Regions from separate parts of the Mus musculus genome. Here all the other regions are linked to region 3. Evidence: chromatin contacts called from public promoter capture Hi-C data. All regions are on one chromosome and are shown on one strand. The core of a region is the stretch at or near the end of the contact, and the rest is flanking DNA. Distances in the headings are between cores, read along the strand shown. Region 1 has its middle 16 kb from the start of Eml4. Region 2 has its middle 3.8 kb from the start of Gm24240. Region 3 overlaps LOC115488798 (a long non-coding RNA gene).

The links. Promoter capture Hi-C pulls out the DNA fragments that hold promoters and counts their contacts.
Region 1: a promoter capture Hi-C map of liver shows a contact between it and region 3, with 2.6 times the contacts expected there. The contact joins two enhancer-like sites. A contact is called at or near these places in 13 of 39 promoter capture datasets (the 3T3-L1 cell line, 3T3-L1-derived adipocytes, the HPC-7 cell line and 7 more), 8 of 484 Hi-C or Micro-C datasets (the G1E-ER4 cell line, embryonic stem cells and morula) and 1 of 9 other capture datasets (embryonic stem cells).
Region 2: a promoter capture Hi-C map of liver shows a contact between it and region 3. The contact joins two enhancer-like sites. A contact is called at or near these places in 12 of 39 promoter capture datasets (the 3T3-L1 cell line, the C10 cell line, the HPC-7 cell line and 6 more), 1 of 15 datasets of contacts at CTCF or cohesin (pro-B cells), 33 of 484 Hi-C or Micro-C datasets (the 3T3-L1 cell line, B cells, the G1E-ER4 cell line and 8 more), 27 of 115 datasets of contacts at active chromatin or transcription factors (CD8 T cells, the SCID.adh cell line, T-cell acute lymphoblastic leukemia and 18 more) and 1 of 9 other capture datasets (embryonic stem cells).

The regions. Positions count from the first base shown.
Region 1 is chr17:83,333,837-83,336,806 of GRCm38.p6, reverse strand. No RefSeq gene overlaps it. Among named protein-coding and RNA genes, the nearest start is that of Eml4, 16 kb to the left of the region's middle. Within about 2 kb of position 1,321, at least 23 of the 459 cell types and tissues checked have an H3K27ac peak or open chromatin away from gene starts, as enhancers often do. A contact at or near this core is called in liver, where this site is marked.
Region 2 is chr17:83,272,465-83,275,164 of GRCm38.p6, reverse strand. No RefSeq gene overlaps it. Among named protein-coding and RNA genes, the nearest start is that of Gm24240, 3.8 kb to the right of the region's middle. Within about 2 kb of position 1,319, at least 41 of the 459 cell types and tissues checked have an H3K27ac peak or open chromatin away from gene starts, as enhancers often do. A contact at or near this core is called in liver, where this site is marked.
Region 3 is chr17:83,482,094-83,485,025 of GRCm38.p6, reverse strand. LOC115488798 (a long non-coding RNA gene) reads left to right here. Exons shown (of 2, transcript XR_003952357.1): 2 at 2,328-2,932. Among named protein-coding and RNA genes, the nearest start is that of Gm46594, 11 kb to the right of the region's middle. Within about 2 kb of position 1,670, at least 16 of the 459 cell types and tissues checked have an H3K27ac peak or open chromatin away from gene starts, as enhancers often do. A contact at or near this core is called in liver, where this site is marked.

The DNA of each region.
Region 1 (2,970 bases), core at 72-2,571, 150 kb after region 3:
AACTAGAGTTAAAGATGTGCCAACCATCAGGCAGGTGCTAGGAACTGAACCAGGTCCTCTTCAAAAAGAGCCAGTGCTCTTAACCCCCTGAGCCATTGCTCCAGCCCCCAGAAAAAAAATTTTAAATAAACAATGTAGATAAGAAACACATATAAACACGTTAAACAGCTGGCAGGTACTCAAGAGGCTCAGCATTTCTGACAGGGATAAGTATACGATCCCTAACCTGTGACTCCTTTACCTCAGAGATTTCATTTTGAGTAATAAGCCCAGAAGAAATCATCTGAGCTTTACCTGCAGGGCAGTTGCCTGAAAATATTTTTTAATATTGCAAAACCAGATTAAAAAAAAAAACCCATATGTGCAATTAAAGGATCATGATTATACAAGTTCTAGCTGTAAGCTGAAATTATTCAGTTATAAAAGTCGTAACGTAAGAAACGGTTTAAATATGCAGAAAAATGTTGCCATTTTATTAAGTGAAAAAAAATTACAAAAATAGTACTGATGATTCCAAGGAGACCGTAATCTGTATGTGAATCGACATATGAAAAAGCAAAAGCTATCTGCTGATGTGTTTGTAATGGTTACTTCTGGGTTCTGGGGTTATAGACAGTAGTTTATTCTTACAGTGTATCCTACTTTGATTCGGTGTATATGTGACTTTGGATCTATGTTTAAAACAACCAATAGGGGCCAGGTGTGGTAGCACATGCCTTTAATCCCAGAACTTGGGAGACAGAAGCAAGTGGATCTTTGCGAATTCGAGGCCAGCCTGGTCTACAAAGTGAGTTCCAGGACAGCCAGGGCTACACAGAGAAACCCTGTCTTGAAAAAAAAAAGACAAAATAAAGCAAAACAAACAAAAAAATACCAAAAACAAAACACAACACTAGTTTGTGTTCTATCTTGATTCAATTATGAACCAGGTAACTAGGCATAAGAGCACATGCTTGCCATCCTAGCATTTGGGGAGTAGAGGCAGGAGGATCAGGAATTCAAGGGCCCCCTCAGCTGTGTAGCAGTCTGAGTTCACCTGGTACCAGTTAAGAGTTCATCTCAAAAAGCCCAACAAAACAAAACACCGTCAACAACAAAATTATGACCCAACAGCTTTTCTGTTGGAGCGGGGGGGGGGGGGGGGGGGGCAGGTGTGGGGGTGTGGGAAGGGACAGGCGGTGGTAAAGGTGATAGGTGGGGGGAATTGGATACCGAGGGCTTAAATTGCAAAACTCAGCTCTAACGTCCTTGTAAAGAGAGTCAGTTCTGCTGAATCAGTGAAGTCGGAGAAAAGCGGCTTTCTCTCAACCAATCAATGGTCCTTAAACGGTTGCAATGACTTTTGGCTAACTCGTCCCAGTCTGGGAGCAGCGGTGACAATAGAGCAGTCCTTGTATATTTAAGCCCCAGTTCTGTCTACCTGGGGCTCTGGGCTCTAAGCTGTTCGTTGTTGTCTCTGTATTACAGGACACTCTAGAGACAGTGTGGGGACAGTTGGTATGAGGGTGAGCTCGGTCTGTAAGCCTTATCCTAGCGTTCGTCACCGGGTAAGGCAGATCGTCCAAGGAGCTGTCTGCTGCCACTTCCGGTTTCCCCTTTAAGCCTCCTCCCTGATAGTATTTATCCTTTTTGAAACTATGTTTTTTAAAACTGATCTTCATATCATTTTTAAAGCATGCATGTCGGTGCATATGAATGCAAGTGTCCGTGGAGTCCAGAAGAGAGGGTTAGATTTCCCGGAGATAGAGTTAGAAGTGGTTGTGAACCAAGGTGCTGGAAACCAGGTTTAAGTCTGCTTGAGCAGTGGTTCTGTGGTCACAACTCCTTGGGGGGTGGGTGTCAAACAATCTTTCCTAGGGGCCTCATATCAGATATCCTGCATACCAGATATTTACACTGTGATTCGTAACAATAGCAAATTTAGAGTTAGGAAGTAGCAATGAAGCCAGCCGAGCAGTGGTGGCACACGCCTATTAATCCCAGGACTTGAGAGGCAGAGGCAGGTGGATTTCTGAGTTGGAGGCCAGCCTGGTCTTCAGAGTGAGTTCCAGGACAGCCAGGGCTACACAGAGAAACCCTGTCTCGAAACAAAACAAAACAAAACAAAACAAAACAAAACAAAGAAGTAGCAATGGAGAGAATTTTATGGTTGGGGGGTCACTACAACCTTAGGAACTGTATTAAAGGGTCACAGCATTAGGGGGATTGAGACCCGCTGTGCGTGGAGCTGTCTCTTTAGCCCTAACATTTATTCATTATAGAAACAATTAGCGATAATACTGGTCCTGTCTCCATATTCTGTTGGCATTTAGTGTAAGGTTCATGGCAGCTGTGCCTATTTTGTATAAAACCTGGTAACATTCACTAGTCTAGAGCCAGGATGTATGTACTTTTAGAAGTAATCGGCTCAGGCTGCCTGTGGTTAGCATATGTTTTGAGTCCTAGCACTCAGGAGGCAGAGGCAGGTAGATCTCTGGTACGTCTGAGCTAGCTTGTCTCTAAAACTATAAAAAAGGGAAATTTCTTCGTTCAGGGGGATAGGCTCTCACATAGCCCAGGCTGGCTTGGAACTTGATAAGTAGCTGAGGATGACCGTGAACTTCTGGCCCTCTTTCCTCTAATTCCAAAACGCTGGGATGGCAGGCATGCAGCACCACAACTCATTTATGGACCCCTGGGGTCCTGAGGGGGGGTCAAACCCAGGACGTTGTACATGCTGGCAAGCCTATTCTACCAACTGAGCTAAGCCCCCAGCCCCTAGGCGGAAACTTGAAAGAGCTGGGGAGATTTTTATGTGTCCGAAGGATGGGTTCTTTTCTCCTCTTCACTAAGTAGAAAGGGGAGAGCTAAGAAACAGCACCGCACAGCCAAAAACGCCCGCTGAAGACAATATGATAGCACTTCTCAAAAGTACAAAGGCCACTGTGCAAAACACATAAGAGCATTCTTTTTCATGAAGAAATTGAGGGT
Region 2 (2,700 bases), core at 70-2,569, 210 kb after region 3:
CACACTGGATTGTGAACAAAGGCTTTTCTCACACTGGATTGTGAACAAAAGCTTTTCCGTGTATCTTCCTAGTTAGATGTTAGCTTCACCACGCCAGGGCCCTGGTGAATCTCATATACCTTTGGGGACCTACCGTCTAGTAGTGTTTACCTTCCAGTATAAAGACTGCTTAAATGTTTGTTGAATGAATAAGAAGGATGAGGAGGGAATTGGGCAGGCCCGATACTAACAACATAGACCAGAGGCAAAGCTGGCCAATATGGAGCCAGCACACAGAGGGTACTTGCCACCTGCTACCCAGATCCAGGATGGGAAGGTCCTGGGGGCTTGGCTCTGTGTCTCCCGAGGCCACACCGACTCGTGGACATTCCTGTCCCGGCTCTAGGTCTGTCTATCTTGGTCGTATTGGTAGAGCCCCGTTTTCCCGATCCCCTTTACTTCCATGCTCCCCCATTCCTGGACAGCCTAGAAGGTTCTGGTTTCATGCAAATTGATACTATTTGGTCATTCCGATGGGGCTTATAAGTGGCCTAGCCTGAGACAGAGGACAGAAATGGCTTTCACTAAGCTGTCTGCCTTCAGGACAGAGTGACTTTAAGCTCAAAGCCCAAGTGCTGCTGTATCTTATGTTTCACCCTTTCAGGCCATCCAAGTAGCCAAAGGTCTGGAGAGGGGACTCTCTCCTCTGCATAAGTTCCCCCTGAACCCTGGGAGGACAGGAGGCTGAGGTCAGGCCTGTCCATCAGTGAGAGAGATCCAGACATCATTTCCAGAACTGCCTCTAGACACTCACCCGTGAGAACAGCCCAGGCAGCCTTGGCAAAGGCTTCCAACCCGGTCAGCTCACAGCATCGACAATGGTTCTGGGAATTCCAACTCTCAAAACCCCTACATTTTTTTCATAAGAAAAAGGAACATATTTTGGCATCTTTGTTCCTGAAACAGGAAATGGCCAAGACAGTGACCTCCAGTAGCTACTTCCTCCTCCAGTGTTCATAAGGGGGTGGGTTCTGTCAGTCCTGTTCCCCACCCCCCCCCCCCCGGGATCAGTGGGCATAGACACCCCAACAGGGGATAGTAGGGACTGACAGGAAATGTAGGGGTGGGGATGGAAGGAGAGAGTTCCGAGGAATGCACAAGCCCAGTGGGCTGGAGTTGGGGCCAGTGGGTGCCTGGCATCTGAGGGCTACTTAGTCGGATGGTTACTTTTATCATTTTATGGAAAGAACATCACCGCTGTGACCTCTTAGGGGTTCAAGCGGAATAATTCAAGGTTCCAAGGTTCTGGGACCTGGGCCGTGTGTGGACTCTGGGCTGGGGAGGAGTTAAGGCGTGGTCTCAGTCAAAGGCGTGGTCTCTCCCAGTCAGAGCAGGAGAGTAAAGTGAACCCCCCTGGGGTGCTGAGGGGGGTGGGTGTGAGAGGGAATGGAGACCTGGCAGAAGGAACGGCAGAGACAGAGGGCCCTCTGAGTTGTACGGATTTCCCTAGAGCCTCCTTCCCTCCTGTCCCTCAACCCCGGAGGTCTTGACTCTTGATCCGCACGGATACAACAGACCCAGTTCAGAGGAAGGGATAGGGCAACGGGGGAGCACTGGAGGGTGGGGGTGCAGAAGGGCAAGCAGCCCTGCAACCATTAACGTTTTCACATTCCTGGCTCCTCACCGAGAGCAGTTGGCTAGGCTGGTCCCTGTGAATAGGTCCTTGCTGGCCCAAGTTCTTGCTGTAAAGCTGGGCTTTTGTGAACCCAAGGGAACTGATGGCGGCGGCGGTTTGCAGTGAGAAGAGTGGTAAGATCCGAGTTGCTTGGGTAAAATGTGCGGAGCAACGGTCTCCAGGCAAGCAGAGGCATCCTCCTTTCTGGACCCGCTAGTGAAGGGCACCTGTGGCGGTGGACAGGGTGAGCAGAGGTCACAGGCTTGGCTCTGAGACAGACAGGTGAGAGGTGGACTGATGATGGAGACTGTGGTCAGAGGGGCTAGGAGGATACTGGGGATCCGAGGTCCTATAGGTCAGGAGGGTGTTCCTCAGACTCCAATTCTGGGGTATCTGGCTTAACTGAGCACTCCTCAAACTGGGAAGAGGAAGGCAGAAGGGGAAAGGTCTGGGGATCCCTTTAAAGCCCGGGATGCTATAGAGATGCTGTCCCTTAAGCTTTATGTCTCTTCCCAGGCTGGAAGTGTCCAGAGCACTTCTCACAGGTCCCCGGCACATACCAGGTATCAAATAAAAGTCAGCTGGAAGGGACGATCAGGGTCAGAGGCCCACTGTGAGCAGGTGGGGCCAGCTGGTTGCCGCAAAGGCTGACTTCTGTCACCTTGCCTTGCGGACAGACGGCTCAGTGGCTTCTGTCAGTGGGACTGTGAAATCCACTTCCTGAGCCAGCCTTTCTACTTCTCATTTTCTCTGGGTCCTTTTGTCTTCTGTGTCTCCCATAGAGACCGTCTGTCTATCTATCTATCGATCTATCTATCTATCTATCTATCTATCTATCTATCTATCTATCGTGTGTGTGTGTGTGTGTGTGTGTGTGTGTGTATGTGTGTGCTCACACACACTTATGTGAGTAATCGAGCAATGCATGGGTGTGTGCTGTACCTGTATGTGGTGTGTGCACATGGAGGCCAGAGGTTGCTGTCAGGTGTGTCTTTATTTTTCACTTTCCACCTTATTTTTTTTTAAAAGATTTACTTATTTTTATT
Region 3 (2,932 bases), core at 421-2,920:
GCAGGCAGGAAAGCAACAGATGCCACCCAGTTTCACCAAGTCATCTGATGACTTGGGGTAGGGCACCTTTGGTGCACAAGGTCAGAGACACATGGGGTCAGAGAAGCACAGAAAGGCTTTGCTGTCAGTGCAGTTTGGTGAATTGGTAGAAAGTCTGCCAAGCATGGAGAAGGCCTGTAGTTGGTGGCACGTGCCTGTGAGCTCAGCACCCACTGAGCAGGTGGATGCACAAGATTCTTTTATGTTGTTTTCAGCTATAGAACAAACAAGCTTGGAGTCAACCTGACTACATGAGACAATCTCCCAGGTTTTGGGTTTTAAAATGGCCCCACTAATATATTGCAGAATCATACTGTGAACTCAAAAATGATGTCATTTACTGAAAAAAAAACAAAAGAAGTCAACCTACCAACCAAACAACAACACCCCCCCCCCCCCCCCCCCGTTTCTAGTTGTGGTGTGGCTCAGCCCTTGGCACACACCTTTAATCTCCAACAGTGGAGGTAAAGTTAGTTTGTACAAGGAAGCACCCATTTTTGAAAGTGATGTCTAGTTGTCAGAAAAGTGATGAATCAGAGAAAGATTTGACAGAATAGGATCTGCCCAACTGTCACAAGAGAGGAAAGGGAAGCTACTTAAGGGAGTAGTGCAGAGAGGAGGCAGGTTTTGTTTTGTTTTCTTGGTTTTTCGAGACAGGGTTTCTCTGTGTAGCCCTGGCTGTCTTGGAACTCACTTTATAGACCAGGCTGGCCTTGAACTCAGAAATCGGCCAGCCTCTGCCTCCTGAGTGCTGGGATTAAAAGCGTGCACCACCACTGCCCGGCAAGGAGGCAGTTTTATCAGGACAGTTATAACAGGTTGGAGAGAGAACGAGGAGTCAGTAGAGCAGATTGGGGTCCTTTTCTGCTTTCCTTAAGCCTTCTTGAATCTTCATCTTTTTTATAAACATTGCCAGTTTGGTATTTCAGTTTCAATATGACAAAGTCTACCTCATATAACTAGTGAAAGCATTGAATGTGGGTAAAGAGTCAGCCAGAAGGAAAGAACTGCAAAGTGCTGATTTTAGCCCTCTGAGCAGACATACTGAGATGGCCGGGAGGTCCTGCCCAAAGCCCATCACCCTCTCTTTGCACCAGTTACCATGGTGACTTAGGAAAAGCAGCCACTGCCTGAGTGTAGGTGGCTTTACTCTGTAGGGGTGACAGCTGCAGGGGACAGGCCACAGAGTTTGCTGTGCTTGGCCCCTCGTGAAATCAGGAAGGAACAGGGTCCAGGCTGCCATCTTTGGCATTACCTGTTTTTTTTTTTTTTTTTTTTTTTATGACAAGACTTATCCATATGTATGTATATGTACATATATATGTATATATTTGGTTTTCCGAGGCAGGGTTTCTTTGTGTAGTCGTGGCTGTCCTGGAACTTGCTCTGTAGACCAGGTTGGCCTTGAATTCATGGAGGCCTGCCTGCCTCTCCCTCCCAAGAGCTGGGATAAAAGGCGTGTGCTACCTCCTCCTAACTGGTACCACTCTTTTGTAGTCCCAGTATAAAAAAGCCCAAATAACTCAGTTTTTGAAAAAACTCCATTTTTGTGCTAGACCAGGGGCTAAACTCCCAATTCCAGGAAGAAAACCACAAAGTCCACTTGAGCACATATCCCAATAGCAGGGTCAAGGTACATACAGATAAGATCCTGCAGAGGAGAGGTAACCTAGCCATCCGGTTTGTCACATGGTTTTACCCCTATGTTCAGTTCCTGCAGATTACACCAGAAATGCAATTAAAAAAAAAAGATTTATTTATTATATGTAAGTACACTGTAGCTGTCTTCAGACACTTCAGAAGGCATACGCCACCACTGCCTGATGAAGGAGGCATTAGATTTCATGAGCCACCATGTGGTTGCTGGTATTTGAACTCCGGATCTTTGGAAGAGCAGTCAGCACTCGTAACTGCTGAGCCATCTCTCCAGCCCCAGCAATTTTTAAAATATTAACTTGCTGACCCGTATAGAAATTCTCCAAGCTTGTTGTAACTACCTGTGCCCTTCTCCCAGCCTTGTGCAGGCTAAACAGACCTTGAGTGCTTGCTAGAATGGGTTACATGACCTAGGTGGAGTTGTCAGCCTCTCAGCACGTAGTTTCCTACAAGAACTTAGAGGTGTAGACTGCCCACTGAGCTTGCTTTGCAACATAATCCAGCTGAAACAAAGTATGGGTCTGTGGGTTCTCCCTATATAAACACAGTGCTGAATATTAAACTTGGAGCCTTGATCAGAACCTTTGTCTTGGTCTCATCCTTCTCTCACAGCCCATCCCTTTTCATTTCAGGTAAACCCAGTTTTCCATGCCCAATGGACTGCTACAACTACCAATAAATACCCTGCACCTAGACTCTGACCCGCTGACACAGGGTTGGTGAGAGAGACCTTGCTCATGAGCTTGTAATAAAGGCTCTTATGTGTTTGTATCATTGGCTCCTTGGTGGCCTTTGGGGTCCCTGTGACTTGGTCATAATACCAGCTCTCCTTCATTGCCCCTGGCCATCACTAGTTTGCCCTCTTCTTTATAGGGTCCTTCAGAGTTGTTTTTAGCTGGCTAACCATCTAGTGTCTCTTAGGAGCAACCGCCCATCTCAGTGTAATCTGGAGGTGGGAGCAAAGGAGCTGGCTGCATGGACAGAGCCTTCAAGTGGTGGTCACTGGTCATCTAAGTGACTGGGCTCTTCTGTTCCTGGTCTATCCAATGGTAACAATGAGACTTGGGACTGTTGCAAGGGCTAATGAAGAATTAATTCATGATGCGCTCTGGGGCCGGCCACTGCCACTGAAGTGTCTATGGCACTCCCAGGATGGGACAGTTGTTCTGAAAGAGTCTGGTGGTTATGGGGACTGGTAGGTGAAGCTAGCAAAGAACTCAAGGGGCCCTGTGAAAGG